Linked DNA regions of Triticum aestivum: region 1 is linked to region 2. A link is a contact called in public Hi-C data. All regions are on one chromosome and are shown on one strand. The core of a region is the stretch at or near the end of the contact, and the rest is flanking DNA. Distances in the headings are between cores, read along the strand shown. Region 1 holds the start of LOC123071697 (SUPPRESSOR OF ABI3-5). Region 2 holds the start of LOC123071696 (PTI1-like tyrosine-protein kinase 1).

Region 1 (5,589 bases), core at 2,057-4,556, 380 kb before region 2:
TAATCAACAACTGTATCATGTGAATAATTTGCACCGCATCTTGAAGGTAAGGACACAGACCTGTACTCGGAAAATATCTGCCTACCATCAATTAGAAGGCCATTGTCTCCAGTAGCTTCCTTCATTTTGCGGGCAGCTTCCTGTTGGAGCACACAAATCTTTGTGAGCATAACAGCAATTGGCAGTCTAAATCAGTATTTAACAGCTCCGAGCACTTGCACGGTTAGTACCACAGTAGGGAAGTCAATAAAAGCAAATCCTCGAGACACGCCGGAGGGTCGATCCTTGATCACACGCACACTACGAAGAGGGCCATACTCAGCCTAAAAGAGACCAGACCCAAATGATTAAAATGAATGAGACAATACACTTCCAACCACTTTTAACAGTTTATGACGAGGAACTTGTACAAGAATCTGATATAGGTCATCTTCATTGGTCTTCTGGGACAGACCCTTGAGAACAACAGTCGCAGATGGCGCCTGCAAGTAATAATGCAAATGTAATTAGTATGTTAAAACAAGAAAGAAAAATATAAGTATGTCCTCAGTCCTCGGTCCTCACCACCAAATCATCATGCCTTCTTTCATCCCAGTCCTGTTCTCCTCTTCTCTCAAAGCGAGTATCATCATAGAAGCCATCCCTTTGACCCCAATTACGACTTTTGCCACGTGGAGACCATGACCTTGACCGAGATCTTGATCGGTTATCACGCCCACGTGACCGAGAACGGCTATGGCGGACATATGGGCTTTCATCTCTTTCATGACTTAACCCTTTTCTTTCACGTTCATGCTCAAACGAGTCAATTCTTCTCCGACTACTATCTCTCCTGCTCCTCTCATAGTCCGAATCACAGCTGTAGCGTCCGTATTGATGATCTCTCTCATAGTTATCCTCTCCGCCTTGGTAGCGGTCTTCAAACTCGGCACCGAACTCCCCACGATCTCTACTTCCAATCCTTTTGTTCCTATGAACAGAAAAATCACAACAACCAAATTAACAGTCATTCTCACTAACACGATAATTATCAGTCTTTCAACCCCTCTATAGGAATCAAATTCATGATATTCCCATTGCAAAAATCAAAAGTGTACCTTCTGTAATCTTTTGTAGTTGCAAATTCGTCATCGAAATTTCTTCGAGGCTGAGACCACATGGTGCCAGCAGAGGGTGGTGGTGGATACATATTTCTATCATGTATATCTGGACCAAATCCACCCCTTCGATCACTAGGAAAGCCTTCATCCACATATCTCCTACCAATGTAGGATTCACCAGCCCTGCAAATTGAGTTAGCGCTCAGCAGTAGGAATATGGTAATATAACAAAGCACTTTAAAGCGAAAATGCATGTCAAATATAAATGGACAAACATTACATCTAATTTAAGAATAAAGGGTACCAATCTTAAGTATAGATTAAAAGCACTTGGTGTTTATATGCATATTTTAACAGGAAATACTTGACTCACCTAAAGTCTGGCTCATTAATGGTGACATACCCATCAGGTGCCTGTAGATTCAACAGAGTAAGTTGAGTCAGCAGCAAAGTCTACAGAACAGGCAGGTAAATCCATTCCATTTAAGCAACGGCCGCTTCTTGAATTTATTTACAACATAACGCTTGTTACACGGAAGGCAATCACATGCCACTAGATCTGCTATCTTCAGCATCCTTGGTAGTTAATAAAGAAAAAGGCTGCAATTACACTGTTGTTCTCCCATCCATGCTGTGGAGCATATCGCCCACGATCCATTTCCAGAATTCAGCACTCGTGTTATCCTGTTAATTCTTGGTGATCTTCCAAATTTTGGGGCGTAGATATTTTTTGGTGTATTCTGTAAGAAAAAAAAACATGACACCATAAAGTTAAGCATCATATCCATCATATCACTACATCACACTGGAACTTCTGCATGGAACAGAAATAAATCATCTGAAATTCAAGTGTTAATAAATCCATGAGCATTTGTTGCTGCTAGATATGCCCATTCCTCAACTTACTTCTTATCATATTGTGGCACAACATTTTGTGGTAATTATACCAGAGACATGTCTGGAATGCAGGAACTGTGCATAGAACAGAACAATTTGTCCAGAATTCGGATGGGTTCCTACATTCCGAATAGGGCCAATGCATAGGAGGAGAAAAATACAAAATGCAGCATGAGTAAAACAATGGCATGCTCCGCTCCTCTTAGATGAACTTACCAGGGAGGGAGGGAATTAGTTTATAAGAAATAATTGCACCCGCTAGCTTATGGTTTTTCCCATGGGACACTAATAGAGGAATGATAAAATACCATTCTTCAAATTAATTAGAAACACAAATAGCAAAACAGACCACAGATATCAGATCAGTTTTAACTCCCTGTGTTCTGACCTAATATCACAGATAAACCCTTTAAAGCATACAAGTAGAAGAATCCTAATCCATAGGCTTCAATAAATAAGTCCATCGTACTGTTTTTGCATGTGCAGTTTCCTAATATGCCAATCCAACTGGTTTCCTGACATGAAAGTGCTGAAAAACTAACTGTTGATGAGAAAAATTTAGAGCATCAACCATTTGCCTTCAGATACTAGATACTGGATATACCAATATAGCTGAAAAACTAACTGTTGATGAGAAAAATTTAATAAGTCTATGCATTAGATTTTCTGTCCTAGTGCATGGTTTGACTGCCATATTAGATCAGAACAAGGGTATTTGCTTTGCCGGTCTTTTCTTAAGCAAAATGCTAAAATCAAAGATAATTTTCTCGCTGCCATGGCTTAAATAACTACAGATTACTCACTGTCACACCATACATCACAGCAAAATCGGAACACCATGCGCAAACACAAATTGCTCACCGGAAACATCTGATCTGAGCACCCGTGTACGGTATATATTTCTCCAGTCAACACCATATACTTCCCCAATCAACAGCATATACGAGTCGATTGTACAACAAATACTGCAGTATTTGATTAGAAAATACCTTGCGAACAGGTAGGCGGAAGCGAGCTCTTGCGTCTCGCGCGTGCGGACCGGGAGCCGCGCGCGAGATCGTGCGCGAGCTGGCGGGAGCAGCCGCCAGAAGTCGTGGTGGACCGCGGCCGGAGTCGTGGTAGAGAGCCGCGGCGAAGGTGGGCCACGGGACCTGGCGGAGGAGATGAAGAGGACGGTATGGCTTGAAGAGGGGAGGGGGTGGCGGCGCCGGCGGCGGGAGTGGCGGGGCCGGAACCCTAGTCTCGGGGGAAAGAGATGTGTAGAGAGCGGGCGAAGGAGGAGACGCGGTTCGGGACAAGTGGTTCGGGTTGGCGTCGCGGTCTCGTGCGCTGGCAGACCGACTCGACCGCGATTTCTCTTTTGCTTTCTTTTTCGTGGAAGCCGTTTTTCCATTTTTCTTAAAGCAACGTGGAAGTCGGTTTTAAACTTATAATTTATACGGCTCCTCGAAATTAAACTTTTTTTTAGATTGAAATATTTCAGTCCATTAATTAACGTGTCTAGCGACCTCGCTAGCAACAAAAGACCGGACAAAGGTAGGGGCAAGACCCGGCCATACGGCTTGGGGTACAAGCTCCATCTTCAACCCATATAGCGCAAGAGCGTCCGCAACCTTATTACAAACCCTCGGACAATGAACAATATGAAAAAAACTAAAATTCAGACTAGCAAAAGTCTTTTATTTCCCTGAACAAGACACCATTAGAAGAAAGATCAAAGTTCGACATATTAATAAGCACATTACAAAAAGGAAACAAGCCAAAAAAATCAAAAAGGCAGATCACACAAGACGTCCCCACGCGGCAGTAGGTCCCGCATATATCTTGGCTCATCCCCACCTTATCTTCTTCTCCAGCGAGTTTGTGGCCACACATCGTTCTTTTTCTACTGCTCCCTGATCCAAATACACCTCTCTTATCTATCCCGCCCCAAAACTCCAAGACTATCCGTATTGTGCTCCTTAAATCGGTGGTGCGCTTTAGCCACAGGCACCTCCTTAGTCCTCGGTGTAGCGTGTGGCCAAAGCACTCCCACAAAGTGACCTCTAGCTCCTCCTTTCCTTCCCTTTCCATTGACGAGAGATGCCACCACCTGCGTTGCATGGGGGGGCAATGTTGTAGCATGCACCGTCGCTCGCCTCGAGCCACCCGTCGCGCGAGCTGCAAGGGTCGGCAGCATTGCAGCAAGCGGGATGCTTTGTGCTGGCTAGATGGAAACCACAAGTCGGCGAGCTACGACCTCTGCTGCTGCGACCAACGAAGGTTTTTGCTGCGGCTGGTGATTGATTCGCAGGGGACCGGTAAACTGATTTTGCTAGGATCAACAATTGGTGGTGTCGCGACCAATGGCAACTTTTGCTGGGACCTACGCCTACTTTTGTTGGGGGTCGGCAATATGTGGTGATGTGAGCCGTGTGTATTAGAATCAGTTGCGGTGTGTCGTCACATGTTGGACCCGATCATCAAGGTTACTGCGACTGTGTCACACACGTGTTGGGACCATAATCGAGAGGTGTTGCGACTGCGATCGCGGCATGCTGGAACCGGCCCGTTGGTGATGCTACGACCTCGACCACTATTTGCTGGAATTGGCATCGGGGTACGCTACGACCATGGTTGGTCGATGTTGTGATGGGCGCTGGGAGGAGGAGATGGACGGAACGACATGCTGCAACCGAGTCAACAAACTGTCACGAGCTTGTCGGCGGTGGGTATTACGAGCGCAACGTCTGGGATGTTGCGAGCGAACGACATGGTGCGGCGAACTCACGCGGTGGGGGTGCTACAAGTGGAAGGCGACGCATAAATGGGTTGTGGAGGGGTTGAGAGTGTGGTGGCTGCATGAAGAAAGAAACGGTTCGAGAGAGGGGGAATCCAGTGGTTGCGGGAGGACTGGATTAGACGACTCAGATGCCCACCGATTAGGACATTGCGTTGGTCGATCGGTGATGCCCTTTGTGATCCGCTTTGGATAGCAGGTCTTTGTACCTTTCCCCACGGAGTGATCATAGGTTGTCGAACCCATGAAAGGATGTGCACTAATGAGTCAAACAAGTTATTGTTATCGAATTAAATTACAATTTTAACCAAACATGTAACAACCTTTTTGAAAGTAAATAATAATATTGAAATTGACATGTGTACGAGGTCTTACTCTTGCAATCTTATACTTCTGTGTGGGATCCCTTCTTGATAATAAACATAGCTCTTGAATACAACCGTTACGATGTGCTTGCTACGCGATGATAGTGGGGGATGTGTTTGAAGTACGTCTTGACCGGTCACGACCTGCATCAAGAGTCTGTTGTCCAACTGATGGCCCTTACTGTCGCGTGGGTTTACCTCGGCAATTAAGAATTATTCCAGACAAGAGATTGTGCATTTAATAACTGCACCGCATTTATCCCATGGGAGTTGCTTTCTTCCCCGTACAAATCTGTTCTCTCGCCGCTGTTCAGAATAGCGTTCCACGTGTCCTCGCTTCTTGCCTCATCCTTGATCGATCTACGAGATCTTGGGTACTTGTAGGGCCTTAGAACGAGAAGAAGACAAAAGACAACTACGTCATGATTGGACACATACATATAACGTC
Region 2 (5,354 bases), core at 306-2,805:
CTGATATGGGCTCATTTTCAGTAGAATCAAGTTTCTTCACTGCCATTTTTGTCCCATTATCAAGGACAGCGTAGTACACTCTCCCATAAGACCCTTCGCCTATTAAAGCCTTTGCCCCAAAATCATCAGTTTTCTCTATTAATTCATCCAAAGATAGAACAGGAATATTGATAGAGGGAGCTGAATCTTGTGGCTCGGCTTTCACAGTAGCAGAATCTTTCAAACCCTTTCTCATTCCTTGAAAAAAGCAGAGGAAATAACATCAAATTCTCTGTGGAATGGTGAATGTCAGACAAACCACCAGAACAGAGCTATAAGTTCAAGTGTCATGATAACTGTAAACTAGCAAGCAAATGATACAATCAAGGTAAGATGAATGTACCATCTGCGTTATTTGTTGAGGCCTTGGCCTTGGCCTTGGCATGCCCATTTTCATTCTCATCAAACTCAGCGGCTTGACAGCAAATGCAGCGACGCCACATTACTCTCTCTTTGCCTTGTTTCACCCCTACTATGAAAAGCACATACATGAATTTTATCACGAAACATATTACAGGATCAACACAGGAGCATATTCAACTTTAGACCTAAGATGTCATCTCCTGACCAATGAAGCCGACCAAAAATGCCATAGAAGTTCACAAACAACAGAAGCATAAATTCTAGAACAACAGCATTTGAACCACCATCTACGTTCAGAAGGAGCATCAGTTTTAAAGTTTTTTTGTTCGTTTAAGCGGTTTATGTCAGCATTTTGAAACATCAAAGTTGTTCCCGATGGCAGCAAAGCATTTCGATGTCAGAAACAAATTCTGAAAGAACCTAGAACCAGAAATCATCTCACCGATTATAAAAGCGTAAATCAGCTAGACTTTGCTCTATCCGGGACCAACGAATTTGCACATATACATATCACATAGATCATACTACAGCGCGGGATTTCTGCAACCATTTCAACTGAAAATAAACTGCGCCATCTGACAGAAATTCCCAACCCAGACTACAAAAATCACCTCGCATATAAACTCCAAACACTAGAAATTTCACTACCAAACCCGGCATCTGCGACCTCCCTACACACAGCCCACACCAACTTAGACAGACAGTGGCTGGCCGACTACGAGCGCCGAGATCCAGGGCATCGAACCATGATCGCAGAGAACCACAAAACCACACACCTAACCTAACAAATCGCTTCCCCACCACGAACCCGCGCCTAACCCCGGTCAACCGCGGAGAAAGAGCGCGCGCGCGGCATCCCCGCCCGCGCCCCAAACGCCGGCGGCCGCAAAACCCCCACCGGTTCGATTTGATCGCGCGCATTTCCGGGAGACGGAGCGGAGGAGGAAGGGACCGTCGAACGGAGTGGGAGGCGGCGGGATTCCGGGGAGGGGGATTTGGGGGGCGCGGAGACCTTACCTGGAGGGGTCGGCGGCGTTGCTTACTTTGGTCGGCTTCGTCGTCTCGGGGGCTGGGAGGAGGCGGAGACGGAGGCGGTGGTCGCGTTTTTATAGCGTTTCGCTCTCTTTCCCTTGCCTTTTTGAACTCTTCTTTTCTTTTTGTTTTTGTTTTTGTGTTGGGAGTTTGTCTACTGTGTTTACCTTCGAGCTGGCGAGAAAACGGAACGGCCGGATGTGTCACTGCCAGTGGGTCCCCAGCGGGAGGGATGCTGCATGCCAGTGGGGGCGCATTTCACGCGTCTACGGGTGAGTGCCGGCTTTTCGGTTGGGTTTTGCAGGTTCAGGGCATTTCCAGCCGGCGCGGAAAAAACGGCCCAGTCACATCTTAGGAGCCCGATTTTCGCGGGCTTGAACAGAAAACAGCGTTGGCGGATCCAGCCCGAACCCGGTGCGCTGGGGGGCACCCGGGGGCGCTGGGGCGAGCTGTTTTGGCGCGAAAAAGACGCGGGCCAGCCGCGTCAGCGGCTCGGCGCCTCGTCTTCCCCCAACGGCCTCGGTTCCCGCGGGGAATCAATGGCAAGGCTGCCGCCGGTCAGCCTTGCCATTGATTCCTCACGGGCGGCGCTTCACGGGGCGGCGCGCCGACGCCTCGCTTCCCTCGCACGCGTACACACGGGCGCGGCCCGGCTATAAAAGCCAGCGGCCTCCACTCGCTTGCGCCCAGACCAGTCCCCCCTCGCCACCGTCCACCCCCTCCCTTTCCCTGCCTCTCCCGAGCGCCGCCCTCCGGCCCCTCCCTCTACCTCTCCCGAGCCCACCCCGCCCCGCCATCGCCATGGCAGAACGCTTCCCCGGAGACGAGGCGGCGGCCAACGGCTTCGGCCGCCGTTCGCTCCGCGAACAGGAGTCCTGGCTCCTGTTCCAGGCGAACATCCCGGCGCCGCCGGACATGCGCGCCGGGCCATCGGGGTGGAGGCTCAGCGCCGGGGGAGTACCCATTCCCCCGTTGCCCGACGCCGTGGCGAAGCCGAAGTTCTTCGCCGAGGAGGTCGAGATCGTGCGCACGTCCCTCACCGACGCCCAACTCTCCCTCCCCCAGTACGCCGCCGACAACCACGCGGCCTGGGCGGCGTATTTCGAGCGCCGCCAGCAGCAGCGATTGGCGTCAAGGCCGAGCCCGCGGCGGAGTCGCCGCTCGGGCGGCGCACTCGCAGCGCCGGCATCATCATCAACGAGGGCGGCCGGCGCGCCTCGTCCTCATCTGCTCCTTCGCGCTTCGTCAAGCCAAAGACGGAGACGGGACTGACGCAGGTGAAGACGGAGCCGGGGCTTGCGCCGGTGAAGGCGGAGTTCGACGACGACGACGCGACCCTAGAATGGGCGCGCCAGGACTCCATTGCGATGGAGAAGGCGCGCCGGGAGAAGGTGAAGGAGCGCCAGCGCGCCGCCCTGCGCCGCTTCGAAGAGCGCCGACGCGGCCGCGATGAAGACGGGGTCGTCGTCCTACGCGACAGCGACGACGACGACGACGCGCCGCCGCCAGTCCGCCATCGCGACGCCGGGTCCAGCAGGGGCGCCCGCGTCAAGGAGGAGAAGGCCGACGACGAAGACGATGGCGGCGACGACTTCAGCCCCTTTCTTTTTTATATTAGGTTATTAATGTCATGAAAATGGCGAATTTCGCCGAAATTTGCCATGTTTAGACGAAATTTGCCATGTTTAGCCGAAATTTAACTAGTTTTATCATAACTTCGCCGAACGTCTCATCTTTTTTTTAATACGCGCCTAGGGGCAGCCCTGGGGGCCGACTCGCCCCCAGGGACATTTTTTGCGCCGGCTCACCCCCAGGCGGCGCTTTTTGACGCTCCTTGGGGGGCCAACGGCTGGAGATGCCCTCAGGGATGCCCACGAGACCCACAAGCATCTAAAAAATCCCCTCAAAAAAGAGAAAACAGAGACGTCTGAAAAAAGTTTTTGATAAGCGCCTTACTTTTTTTCATTTAGCTATTTTTCAATTCTGCTCAGTCCCGCATGCATCGTGATGATTTTCATGTCATTGCCTGGTCTTGCACAATAATGATTGGTAATACAACTAATACCAAATTAAAATTCACTTAGATGTTGATTAAATACTCAAAAGTATTAAAAACAAGATTGAATGTGTTTCCTTATTTGCCATTACTCCTAGACTGGTCCCACAGATCAATACTAGTTTTTCTTGTGCAATTTGTCCTCACTCGTGCGCATCTGGACCAACTTCTCAGTCAGTCACCCATCCTAAAATTGCTCCACGCTGAACACGCTTAACTTTGAAGTTCTTTCTGAATGGGCTCTCGAAAAAGGAGAAATTCTTTATTGTTATGAGTAGTCTATCATCCCATTAAGTCAGGCTATCACATACATCCTCACTCAAAGGAACTGACGTTTTCGTCGGCCCACAGGAACATTCCTTCTTGGTACATGTCTGCGCGTTCAGTCCAACACATTTGGCATGCCGTGTGTCACGACTGGTCACAAACGTCATGCACAACATGACCGTGCACCTGACCCGCAAACATTCGTGTAACCACGAGGGTCGGCTCTGATACCAACTAGTAACGCCTCGGACACACCTGCCGATTACTGGCCGTTACTCCTAGCAGGATCTAGACTGACCCACAGATCAATACTAGTCTTTCTTGCACTTTGTCCTCACTCGCGCGCACCTGAGACCAATGCTACGTCTTGAGCTTTGGTTTTTCTTGAAGAGAAAAGGGTGATGCAGCATAGTAGCGTAAGTATTTTTCTCGGTTTTTGAGAACCAAGGTATCAATCCAATAGGAGGCTCCTCAAAAGTCCCACGCACCTACACAGACAAACAAAGAACTCGCAACCAACGCAATAAAGGGGTTGTCAATCCCTTCACGACCACTTGCGAAAGTGAGATCTGATGGAGATAGTATGATAAGATAAATATATTTTTGGTATTTTATAATATAGATTGGAAAATTAAAGATGCAAATAAAAGTAGATTGAAAGCTTATATGATAAAAGATAGACCCGGGGGGGCATAGGTTTCACTAGTGGCTTCTCTCAAGATAGCATAAGTATTACAGTGGGTGAACAAATTACTGTCGAGCAATTGATAGAAAAGCGAATAATTATGAGATTATCTAGGCATAATCATATATATATAGGCATCACGTCCGCGACAAGTAGACCGACTCCTGCTTGCATCTACTACTATTACTCCACACATCGACCGCTATCCAGCATGCATCTAGAGTATTAAGTTCATAAGAATAGAGTAATGCATTAAGAAAGATGACATGATGTAGAGGGATACACTCAAGCAATATGATATAAACCCCATCTTTTTATCCTCGATGGCAACAATAAAATACGTGCCTTGCAACCCTTTCTGTCACTGGGTAAGGACACCGCAAGATTGAACCCAAAGCTAAGCACTTCTCCCATGGCAAGAAAGATCAATCTAGTAGGCCAAACCAAACTGATAATTCAAAGAGACTTGCAAAGATAACTCAATCATACATAAAAGATTTCAAAGAAGATTCAAATATTATTCATAGATAAACTTGATCATAAACCCACAATTCATCGGATCTCGACAAACACACCGCAAAAAGAGTTTACATCGAATAGATCTCCATAAGAGAGGGGGAGAACATTGTATTGAGATCCAAAAAGAGAGAAGAAGCCATCTAGCTAATAACTATGGACCCGAAGGTCTGTGGTAAACTACTCACAACTCATCAGAGGGGCTATGGTGTTGATGTAGAAGCCCTCCGTGATCGATTCCCCCTCCGGCGGAGCACCGACGAAGGCTCCAAGATGGGATCTCGCGGATACAGAAGGTCATGGCAGTGGAAATTATGTTTCGTTGGCTCCCTGGATGTTTTCGGGGTACGTAGGTATATATAGGAGGAAGAAGTACGTCGATGGCCGCCTGTGGGG

What was found. A called contact is a pair of places that touch in the nucleus more often than the background predicts.
Region 1: a Hi-C map of leaf shows a contact between it and region 2, with 2.1 times the contacts expected there. The contact joins the promoter of LOC123071697 here to the promoter of LOC123071696 in region 2. A contact is called at or near these places in 2 of 5 Hi-C or Micro-C datasets (both in leaf).

The regions. Positions count from the first base shown.
Region 1 is chr3B:682,075,949-682,081,537 of IWGSC CS RefSeq v2.1, reverse strand. LOC123071697 (SUPPRESSOR OF ABI3-5) reads right to left here and starts at 3,306. Exons shown (of 17, transcript XM_044495282.1): 1 at 2,987-3,306; 2 at 1,711-1,840; 3 at 1,474-1,514; 4 at 1,098-1,283; 5 at 565-970; 6 at 411-482; 7 at 231-323; 8 at 61-140. The coding sequence starts at 1,758.
Region 2 is chr3B:681,695,264-681,700,617 of IWGSC CS RefSeq v2.1, reverse strand. It overlaps LOC123071696 (PTI1-like tyrosine-protein kinase 1), which reads right to left and starts at 1,555. Exons shown (of 9, transcript XM_044495280.1): 1 at 1,420-1,555; 2 at 383-511; 3 at 1-237. The coding sequence starts at 482.